Regions from separate parts of the Mus musculus genome. Here regions 1 and 2 are each linked to region 3. Evidence: chromatin contacts called from public HiChIP or PLAC-seq data. All regions are on one chromosome and are shown on one strand. Each heading gives the region's core, a stretch centred on a gene start, on an enhancer-like site or on the middle of the called end of the contact. The rest is flanking DNA. Distances are from core to core; before and after follow the strand shown. Region 1 has its middle 14 kb from the start of Tmem123. Region 2 has its middle 19 kb from the start of AV064505. Region 3 overlaps Gm32014 (predicted gene, 32014).

Region 1 (3,757 bases), core at 1,179-3,678, 940 kb before region 3:
CAGGACAATGGACTTCGAGGTGTTAAAAGTTGCCTCTGCCTCTGTAAAACCTGTTTATCACTATGGGAAAGGATGAAGTGGTCTTTTTACTACTATAGAGAGAGAAGGAAGACACAACTCAGGGAAGTAAAAACAATTTTCTCGCTCAACTGTGATTTCCATGGATATTTGTGTGCATACCTTTCTGATGGCTGCCCTTGAAACTCTCCTTAGCCTCCACTTCCATATGGCATGCTGTCTGCCTCTAAGACTGCCTTCCCACTAGCAGAAAGAATAAACTCACTTAACCTAGATTTGAATTGAGTCTAAGTCAATGATTTCTCCCAGTGGATTAAATGCCACCACACTTGCCCACCCATAGTTGATCTCTCAGACTCTAAGAATATTATCCTTAAGCTTCCACCTGAGTCCAGTTCTAAATTATTTCATTAATGAGTCTAGGCTCCCAAAGAGGAAAATTCAATTTTCCCCAGCACATCTCGGTGTGCATTTTTCAAACATTTATTGGGGTTTTTTTTTTGTCAATTTCATATCATACACCCCAATCCCACTCATCTCCCCTCCCCTCAGTACCCACCTTCTACCCTCCCAACCTGCCTCCCAACCAGAGTATGTGGGGGAGGGGGGAATCTCGTTGTAGAAGCTGTAGTGTGTGTGTGTCCCATAGTATACCCTCTTGCCCATACTTCTTTGTTTGCAAATGTTTGCAATTCATTATGATGAGTTGTTTGTCTGGTTTGAGCCCTCTGGCTTCTGCTACCCTATCAATACCTTATCAACCTCACTGGGACTCCTCTTGAATATCCCCTTGTTGTCCTGGGTCCTGAAGATCCTGTAGCTTTGAATCTGTAGGACTGGTCCCTTTACGCACTCTATCAGTTCAAAGCCCTGAATCTGGGCCTGAGAGGTATCTGAGCTGGTCAGCTCTGCAGGTTCTCCCACACTCACAACATCAGGGTGAACTCTCCTGCCCTGCCCTGCCCTGCCCCAGCTGGCCTATCCAATGCCACTGGCAGCAGGGGGCAGAGCCAGCTCTCCCACTCTCATGCCCTTGGGGCTGGTTCAACCTGAGCCCAGGCCATCAGGGCCAGCTCTACTGGGGCAGGGCCAGCTCTCCCACTCTCATGACCCAGGGGCCAGCTCTCCAGCCTGCCATGAGTAGCAAGGAATGAAGGGAGGGAGGAGGGCATCTTTCCCTCTTCCCACCGCACATTCTTTTTAAATTTTTTAAATTTGTTTTTATTTTAAATATGTGAATACAGTGTGGCTGTCTTCAGACACACCAGAAAGGTGTGAACCATTACAGATGGTTGTGAACTACCATGTGGTTGCTGGGAATTTAACTCAGAACTTCTATAAGAGCAGTCAGTACTCTGAAGCCATCTCTCCAGCCCTCTGCACGTACGTTCTTAATGGGGGCTTTATAACATCCAGAAATGACAGAAGGACTGTAAGATAGAATTTCAAAAGTGAAACTATTTTAAAATATGCTATATGGAGCTAACATTGGAATGCCCAAGCACAAAGAAGCCTCTTTTAATTTCTCTCACTCAGTTACCACATCCAAAATTGAATTTATGTTCAATGCATACCCTAAATACACTCCTGCCATGCTAGTTCTAACCCTACACATTCTCCTATGAAGGTTCATTTTCACTGTCCAGTTGGCTGAACAGAAAATCACCATGGAAATACTCTGCTTGGCTTGTGCACGAGTGTTTCCAGAGAGGGTTAACTGAAGGAAGACCCTGCAAGTGGGTGCTAAGTGGAGCTTGCGTACCAGACTGAGTAAAAAATGAGGAGACAAGCTGTACCTCTGCTTTCATCTACCTCTGCTTCCTGGCTGTAATGCCATGTGACCAGCTGGCTCATAGACCGGTGACCATGACTTTCCTGCTGTGAGGACTGTGTACTCACACTGTCATCCATAAATCCTGCCTTTGTGAAGTTGCTTTTTTCAGATATCTTTCAGGACAGTGAGGAAATTAAGTACTCTGCCTCTTAGTCACTCCACGGGCTGGGCGTGGCAGTGCATGCTATAATCTTAGGAGGAGAGCAGCAGGGTTGCTCTGGGTCTGAAGCCAGCCTGGAATACACAGAGAATACCAAACTACCTAGATTATAGAGCAAGACCCTATTGTTTTGTTTTAAGCAAAATAAAATAAAACCAACTAATAATAAATCCTAACCTCGCTTGCCATCCCTTGAATCACTTCGAATGCTTCGTTTTAAATGTTTGCAATGCTAGGTTTGGGTCCACGAGCTTCCCCAGTGCTGACTAGGCACCGACCATTGAGCCATATTCCAAGCCCCTGGTTCTTTTCTAAATATTCCAGTTCCTCATGTGAAAATTCTCAAGACATCATCAAGGACCTCGCTGCCCATATGCAGTAAGACCCAGGCATGCAGACTTGTGCTCTGTTCCCCTTCTCAGAGTTGGTGCAATGTAGTGAGCCAGGCTTCTTTCAAGCCCTCAGAGTTCTGCTAGAACAGTAGTCCCTATTGATTATAAAGTGCCCAACTAATTCTTCTCCAACACATCACAGTCATTGGTGTGTGTGTGTGTGTGTGTGTGTGTGTGTGTGTGTGTGTGTGTGTGTGTGTGATTGTTTTCAGCTGCTCAGTCTTTGGTTAAGTGAATGAACAGTGAGCCTAGTTACTGACTGTGTCCCAGATGAGAGACTGTGACAATGAGCAGGAACCAAATCTGTAGCAACTTCACATCCTTTTTTAAAACTTCCCAGATAGCTTGTTTATCTGTGTCTTTGATCTAAAACCTTTGTTTCTGAAACCCTGCCATTTGAAAAGTGTTTGTGTAAAGAAGAAGGAAGAGACTCGCCCCCCTCTCCTCCACCCTGCCCCTGCAAGGAAACCAGTAAAGGCCTAGGAGCAGAGAAGCAAGAACTCCAATCCAATGAACTGCCAGAAGGCCCTTCTCCACCCTCAGGTTAACCCACTGCTGCTCCCTAGGAATCTCACCAAATTCCTGTAATGGGCCCAGACCTTAACATAAATGACTTCATGAGGGAAGTACCATTCAGGCCATAAGCTCAGCACATGGACAATACCCGCCAAATCAAAAACAAAGCCCTAATCTATCCAAGTCTGGGAAAGTCCCTAACCTTGCCTTTTGCCTTCTATAATTCAACTTCTGGCTAACTGTTCTTATTAAATGAAGTATGTTAATATAGGACATGGTGTTTGTGCTTAAAAGCTCACTCTGAGAAAGGCTTAGGGCTACACTGGTAGTCCCAATACTCTAGGTAGTTGTCAGTCAGTTAGCAAAGACTTTCTATTGCATTAAACCTGTGTCCACATAGTCTTCTCTGGTGGACACCCCTACCATTTATGAAGAAAAGACAGACATGTTCGGAACCTTTATGCAACACAAGTGGACCCTAGCTTCGTCTGTCAGACTATAATCTCACATTTCCTATATTGCTTATATATCCCAGCAAAATCTTTCAAGCAGTGTATAATTACAATGTGATTACATTTTAGTTGTCTTCTCGTGAATGATTATTAATGTTTTTACAATGTGTTTTTCAATACCTTTACAAAATATAACATTACGTAGTACAGGTAAAGAAAACAAATTATTCTCAAAAACCCATGTACTTGTTATACCAAGCAACTCGTGTAAGCTAGCAAGGTAGTTTCCTCAGCCAGTTTCTCTTATTGGCAGGCAGCAATTTGTGGTAATAAAAAAAAGAAATAATTATTTCATTATCTATCTTTAAAAGTAATCTTGTAAGAA
Region 2 (3,988 bases), core at 1,200-3,699, 980 kb before region 3:
ATGGCAGGGGTGGACACACTCACTCAGGAAGTGGCGGAGAAGGTGGATCAGCACATAAGCTCTTTCCTTGGAACTCTTTGCATCTGAGCTACCCATTGGAAGATGCTGCCACTTTGAGGGTGGGTCTTCTCCACTTAGTTAAACTTCTCTAGAAATGGCTTCACAAATGTTTCCAGAGCAGTGTCTCCTAGGTGACCCGACATGGCCCCTTCAGGTTTGTCACTGCCATTTGTGCCTCCTCATTAGCTTCATGTACCACTATTGCCTTTCAGAAAAGTAGAGCCCACAGATATGTGACAAGGACCAGATCAAGTGACTGAGTGAGGCACAGAGAGTCCATTGCTCCTTCTGTGCCCAGCGTGACACTAAGCACAGCTGCCCTGCTGGTGCTGTTATTAATGCATAAGTAACATATATTAACAGAAAAAAAAACAATTATGCGGAAACTTCTGTTTAAATACTGCTCACATCCTACCGTCTAAGGAAACCCTAGAATTCCTCAATTTTTCCTTCAATTTGGGCCACCCCTTTTTTTGTTTTACTTTATTGTATTATGTTACTTTTTTAAAAGATTTGTTTATTTATATGAGTACACTGCAGCTGTCTTCAGGCACACACCAGAAGAGAGCATCAGATCCCATTACAGATGCTGTGAGCCACCGCGTGGTTGTGGGATTTGAACTCAGAACCTCTGGCAGAGCAGTCAGCGCTCCTAACTGCTGAGCCTTCTCACCACGCCTTATGTTACTTTTTGAGATAAGGTCTTACTATGTATTCTAGACTGATCTCAAATTCATTAGGTAATCCATGCTGGCCCAAAACTCATAATCTTCCTGCCTCCGTGCTAAAGTTTCAGATTTGCACACTCAAGCTTTGCTTACTCTTTTTCCCCCAGTGCCAGGTTGACCCAAGGACCCGAAGCATGCTAGGCAAGCACGTTACCACTGAGCTACATCGCCAGTGCCTATCCTTTGTGATAATTTCTTCATTTTATAAAGTAGAACAAGTGATCCTTCCCTTTTCAAAATTTGATGACCAATTAATCATAAAATGTGGTTGGTGGGTGTAAGAACGTGGCACCAAGACACACACACACAAATAAAAAGTAATGCAAATTTTGAAGAGATTTGGGGGAAAACACCTCTGAAGAGGGGGAAACAGTAAGTAGAGAGAATCCTGGGGAATCAAACTCAGGCCACCAGTCTTGGTGGCAAGCATCTTTATCCCTGTGCCATCCAGCTAGCCCTCCCCCAAGATCCATTGCATGTGTAATCCTATCTTGGTGTCCTCTTTAGAAGACCAGCTGACACCAGGATTGTCCAGTTTTCTATTCTTGTATGAAAATGACCCTCAAGCATGAGTCCCACCCAAGAACAACCATGTATTAGTTCCCAAGATTCTGAGACTTAGGGGCTCCTGTGTGACCCAGCTGTAGAGTGACGTAGATGGGTTTGGAAGATTTGCAAACCTCACTTATGTATCTGTTGTGCAAGAATTGAGACTACAAAGCTGGGTGCAGCTGGGACTATCAACCCAACCATAGTGTCTCTGGCATGCAGGCCTTTTGTTTTTCTTCTTAATATGTTTGAATGTTTTCCCTGAATGTACTTATATGCACTATGTGTGTATCTGGTATCCATGGAGATAGAGAGCATCAGATCACATGAAACTGAAGTTAGAGATGGTTATGAGCCAGCATGTAAGTGCTAGGAATTGAACAAAGGTGCTCTAACCCCTGGACCATCTCTCCCAGCATCCAGGACTTAATCTGAATATCTCTTCAGATGTGCCTTTGCCTTCATACAGCACCATTCCTGCCATACTCTGATGTAAAAGAAGCAAAAGACACATTCAGAATATAAATAAATACATACATACATACATACATACATACATGCATGCATGCATGCATACATACATGCATACATACATACATGCATACATACATACATACATACATAAAGGTGGTCAACCAATTAGTTTGAAGCCAGAAGAGCCAAAAAATTCAGAGTGATACTCTAAATAGCCACACGGGGTCACCCTTCCACTTATGAAAACACCTGCCATTTAAACCAATTCTAACCAAAAGCATACTAACTACAACAAACATGCCAGACAGACCCCACCTGGTGCCTCCTAGTTTCTACCCTCATTTGTCATAGTAGCCCAACTCTCAATGACCAAAAAGGACAGGGATTTGGTACTGATGAGACGTTCTAATGAGTCAGTCCCCAAACTACAGCCCTTGTGAAGGGAGGTAGAGCAATTTTGTTGTTGGCACATTTTTTTATTTTTCTACAAATGCAGAAGGTGTCATGAGAAGTGACCCCCGACCACATATTTGCTGATCATTTGAAGCCTGTGAAAGAGCAACTCTTCTATTTCCTAGTGAGCATAAGGACAAAGGAGACAGGCCCTCTGGCCCACTTCCTCCTAAGGGTCAGCTGTGGTCTGCTGCTGCCTTCTGAAGCTTTCATCGGTGAGGAAAAAACAAGGAATTATTGACTGCTGTTGTGTAGGACTATTCTCCCAGAGAAACTGCCAGTATCTTCAGGAGTCCAGGTGAGCCTCTTACAGGGCAACCATCACAGCTGTGCTGACTGCTGACAGTGCCCTTGTAGAAGGAGGAGATGGAAAGTGCCATGGGACCCTTACCTGTTCACCCCTCCCTACTAGTTGTGTGCACATGGCCCCAGTGTGGAGGAGGAATAGTATACAGGAAAGGAAGCTCTGGGTAGAGGACTCCCTCTGCCTCAACATGGGGTGTCATCCTCCATGCTGGAGAGAGACAGTCCACCAGAGCTGTGTAGGCCACCAGAGCTCCTACCTGCACCGCTCTCATGGGTCTGTAGGGTTCCCCAAATGAACTTTAGTGGACTCACACGCCAGCCTATTGGTCCTCAGGAAGGGGGGGGGGGGGGTGGGATATTGTTTACATCTCCCACAGGAAAAGAATTTTAGGAACAGCTGTGACTGTAACTTGATGGTAAAGTATTTGCCTATAATATGAGGTCATGGGTTTGATTCCCAGTATAAAAGGGAGTCGGTGGGGGGTAATAATAAAGGCCAGTGAGTTATGTGTTAAAGAAACAGTGCAGCTAGAAGTGCAAGTCCTAAGGTTGATTCTCCCACAGAGAATGCGAGTCTTGTTTGATTGTTTTTGTTTGTTCATAGAGGGTCTCACTGTATATCCTTGGCTGACCTGGAACTGACTCTGTAGGTCAAGTTAGCCTTAAACTCACAGAGATCTGCCTACCTCTGCCTGTTGGAATTAAAGATGTGAACCAGCACACCTGGTTTACAGTAGTCTTATAAATCTGGAGTGTCCTTTGCCAAGTCATCTGCACAAGAATTATTCAGTTTAGGCCTGGTGATGAAAAAAGACTCACCATCCCAGGCATTGATGGTGGCAAGAGACAAGTTTGGAGTGTGGAATGTCTGATGTGTATTGAAGCAGTGTCTTGTATAGCCCAGGCTGGCCTCAAACTCATTGTGAAACAAGGACCTTGAATCCCTCTTTCTCAACTTCCTGGGTTCTGTTATCACCATACATGGTTGACAAGGTACTGGAGATGCAACATGCTAGACAAAAATTTCACCAACATACCCAATTCTCTCAGTTCAAATTTCTTGATAGCAAAACACAGTAACATCTTTTAACCTAAGGAAGAAGTGAAATTTCTTAGAAAATATACCATTTCTTAGTAAATGTTCACAGAATCAGAGAGAAGGTCAGAAACGCAGGTTTAGAATATGAACTATTGTTGTGGGATTCTTGTGTGGGCAACACTGCCCAATAGGGAATCCCCATTTACAGCCTACTAGATCCAGAGTCCCAAAAAGAATTTTATGTCTGTGTTAAGATCACATATGAATGAGGAACATGTGTAAAAAGTGCGTGCCTGAGTGTCAGCCTGAGAATTCTCATGAGAAGCCTAATGTAGAGGAGCATGTCTGTAACCCAGCCCTTCCATGGCAAGACATGAAG
Region 3 (3,809 bases), core at 288-2,787:
CCCTGTATGTGGATCTTCCCAGGTCCCCATGGCCTTTTGACTATTTCTTATTCTGGACAAATCAGTATTGACAATATAGGATAAAAGTGTTTAATATATTGAGATCCAGAGTTTGGTTTTGGTTGTAAGAAACACAACCCTTTTAGTGGTCTGGTCTAAAGTTTTGACACTATGTGGTTATAGCAACCTCCTTCACCTGTGGTTATGGCAATGTCCACCACTCTGGTCATAGCGATCTCCAGAGGTTCATTTATCCTGAGGTTAAACATTAGATTTGAACACTAATCTGTTGGTTGCAAGCTGTGACCAATAAGATAGTCTACATCGTCTTGAATTCCTCATTCTACAGTCCTATTAGAGGACTGCATCCTTTGAGTATTTTACAGAATTTGGTAGGATTACAAACTATCCAACAGGAATGCATGGTAAGTTCACTTTACTGCAGTAATACTGCCCTCAAAGTGTCTTGGCATGTGCCTTACAAGGCAGTGTCTGATGTTCACTTTTGTTCTAGGCTTAGCAAAACTCCTAAACAAGCAAGCACAAGGAATTCATGGCTTCTTCAGTTATTCCATTTACAATCATGACAGTAACTAAGATGATTCATACCCTACTAGAATTCTGAAACATACAGCCCTTTAAAACACTGTAATACATCAGGAGAAGCCCCTACATGTGTGTTTTCTGGTGTGGGGAAGAGTTGGTTTTACATGTCAAAAAGACTTCCAGTTGGGTAAGGTGCTTGTTTGAGAAGACTCTGCTTCAACTCCACACAGTCACTTGTATTGCTTTGGGTAATGACATCAGACCATGCTCTATTGTCAGCATGTTGCTTTCATTTGCTTGGGCACTCTGCATTTTCTCTTAGTTTTAGTGGGGTTATAACTCAGATTAGTAGGATTAAAACATCACAGCACGTCTCTGGCCTGAGAGATGCAGGGAAGTATTGGATAGCCTCAGTGAACCCAAGAATGAAGCACATACTTTATGCAATGTACCAAGAAGCACCCTTTGAAGGGCTTGTGGTCTAAATTCATATTCTCATGGCCATAAAAACTAACTAACTAACTAACTAACTAACTAACTAACCACAACTTGCATAAGCTTGAGACCCGGAGCTATTTAGCAGACACTATCAGAGATCTAAGTACATTTTAGTAGATGCAAGGATGTTTAATGAATGGTTGTGTTTAATGAATGAATGTTCTGGTGCCACTTCCAACCTCAGTAGGGCTGGCAGCCTTCATGCAGGAGGAGAACAAAAGGACAATTTCTAGGCAGAGAAAGACTTCAAAGGGGACCAAGTCAGGATATGCTGGCCAAATATTTTGGCAGTGGCATCTCAGTAACTCTCTTCAGGCTTCCTGGGCACCAAGACTTCATGAGGGGCATGGGGCTCCAATACTCGGGCAACTATCTCTGTCTTTCTGCACAAACCTGGCCAGATGAGGGTTCTGTTTCCTTTATATGTGGTTGTTGGCCAGACCACATTGTTTTCTATCTAGACTGGGAGGTCACAGTGACACAGTTCAGGCAGGCTTGTGACAAGGCCCTGGAGGATCAGACAGGAAGTGGTGAAGCCTACTGTTGCTGTGGGGCCCTAGAGAAATGGATGGAGAGATAGAGAAAGACTGGAAGAAAAACCCGGGTGCTATTGGGAATCTGGGAAACTGCTGAAATATCCCTGAACCCTGCCAGGTCAGGGGTTGGAGGGTGGATTGAATAAGACATGTAGAAGGTCTGTCTTTAAGAATTTCACCTGGATGATACTGCCAGGAAACAGGCCTTATCTATATTTTGTATGTTGTCTACCCACAATGTCACAACTAAATTGTGAAGTGCTATTTACATGCTTATTAAACAATCTTGAAACAAGACTCAAGGTATGCATATGGGTTACCAGATACCAAGGTGAGCCTCACACAGAGCACTGCCAGGATGTAGAGAGGACATAAACACAGGACAGAGTTCCAGAACCACAAGGAGACAACATATCCATTCGTGTGAGTTGTCATTAGCAAATACTGTTCTGTTTTAGCTCCAATGTCCACTATGGTCTTGCTTGCACATTTACTGCTATTTCCAGTGAAGACACACTTCTATGTATGTTTTCTGGTATCTTCATGGCTTATCCATTGGTCTGCAGTCTTCTGCAAAAGTCAGGTAGGTTACTACATCATGAATTCACTCACCTGCCGCGATGGGGTTCCTGACTACCTTGAACACGTGTGTTATTTCTCAGGCTTGAAACTTAGGGATCCTTGGAGGTCTACCCTCACTACAGACTGGATTGATGAGTAGCAGGTGACTGATTCATTTGTGATCCCATAAATATCCCCCAAGTGCTGTGTACCCTAGAGGCTCACCTGGGTGAGGCTGATAACAAGGAAAACTTTTGCCTTCCCATGGACATGGAAGCCAGGAGGCTGAAGACCCACCATCAGTAAAATTACATCGTTACTCCAAGGAATCATGAAGACAAGTTAGTAAGTCAGTTTTAAGTAGGAAAATATCTGAAGATGGCAGAGAAGTGAGTAAAGCAGATGGAAAATGTACCAGGCAGGAAGAGCCTAAGCAAAAGACTCTTAGGTCAGAGCACAGGATGGGTATAGTAGAACTGAAGGACCAAGGGTGGAGGGCCACAGTCCACTGAGCATGGTGGAGGTGGAGAAGGACACAGGAAGGCTATGGATTCCACTCTGATGCAAAGCAGGATACTGATGTCAGCTAGGGCAGCATGGCTTTGCTGCCTGGAGTGTCTGCCTTTCTTACTCTGCCTGATCTCCCAACAGCATTACCACTCTGATGCAGTTTGGTGTGTTACAGGGAGTGCAGGCTTATCTGACCTCCCATGCAAAGTGTGGTCCTTTGCTGACCTCACATCTGTGTCACACTCTGATCTCACCCCCTGTTTTATAGTTCCTTACAATGGCTAGCTGCATCTCTCTCCCTTTTCCCCTCCTCCCCTCATCCCCTCCTCCCCTCCTCTTTTCCCCATATTTCCTTCCACATGTGCTCTTTGCCACCAGCAGGTCACAAACTTGGACCTAACTAAAGGGTGAACTCTTAGAAGCCAGTGCTAGAGCATCAAGAGACTGCCTGGTGCTAAATTAGAAGAACCCTTCACGTTTCTAATCTCCCTGCATGTTCAGCAAAGGACTAGCCTCAGAATCCTTATGTCAAAAAGAAAGCCTATTGGATTCTTATGATGTCTATCTGCCTGCCTGCCTGCCTGCCTGCCTGCCTGCCTGCCTGCCTGTCTGTCTATAGCATGTGTGCGTGCCCTTATGTCCATGTGCCACAGTATAGATATGGTCATAGGACAGAGTTGCTTTCCTCCTTTGATATGTGGGAGTCCAGGTATTGACCTCTAGCAGTCTGGCTTGATGGGAAGTAGCTCTACCCACTGAGTCATTACATCAGGAGGTCCATAAAACTCTTAAAAAAAAACAAATGTGAAATATCTTCTTTTATTTCCAGAAATTGGCTTCAGGGCACAAGACTGAAGCAGCAGCATCATACAGTAATAATCTCTGTTCCATTTCACTCTCTAGCACCACTGTCTGGCAAGGCAAAGGTCATGGCTGCAGCCCTTCGTTTAGCTGGCCTGGTTGAATCAGGGGCAAGGAGCGAGCTTGGATGGGCAGCTGAGTGACAGAGTGCCCTGGTACAGGCTGTCTAGCAGTTCAGAGCATTATGACACAGATTGGCTCTACAGCTGTCTGAGATCACCTCAGGTTCTCAGTGCTCCTAATCCTGGCATTTGAGATGGGCTCTGAAAACCATCTAAACAGCAAGTGTAGTTAAGG

What was found. HiChIP or PLAC-seq counts read pairs in DNA pulled down with a chosen protein or histone mark.
Region 1: an H3K27ac HiChIP or PLAC-seq map of large pre-B cells shows a contact between it and region 3, with 4 times the contacts expected there. The contact joins two enhancer-like sites.
Region 2: a contact with region 3 is called in an H3K27ac HiChIP or PLAC-seq map of large pre-B cells, with 5 times the contacts expected there. The contact joins two enhancer-like sites. A contact is called at or near these places in 1 of 484 Hi-C or Micro-C datasets (adipose-derived mesenchymal stem cells) and 1 of 115 datasets of contacts at active chromatin or transcription factors (large pre-B cells).

What each region holds. Positions count from the first base shown.
Region 1 is chr9:7,747,768-7,751,524 of GRCm38.p6, forward strand. No RefSeq gene overlaps it. Among named protein-coding and RNA genes, the nearest start is that of Tmem123, 14 kb to the right of the region's middle. Within about 2 kb of position 2,429, at least 10 of the 459 cell types and tissues checked have an H3K27ac peak or open chromatin away from gene starts, as enhancers often do.
Region 2 is chr9:7,712,207-7,716,194 of GRCm38.p6, forward strand. No RefSeq gene overlaps it. Among named protein-coding and RNA genes, the nearest start is that of AV064505, 19 kb to the left of the region's middle. Within about 2 kb of position 2,450, at least 10 of the 459 cell types and tissues checked have an H3K27ac peak or open chromatin away from gene starts, as enhancers often do.
Region 3 is chr9:8,691,869-8,695,677 of GRCm38.p6, forward strand. The region is part of intron 3 of Gm32014 (predicted gene, 32014); the gene reads right to left. Among named protein-coding and RNA genes, the nearest start is that of Gm32014, 47 kb to the right of the region's middle. Within about 2 kb of position 1,538, at least 24 of the 459 cell types and tissues checked have an H3K27ac peak or open chromatin away from gene starts, as enhancers often do.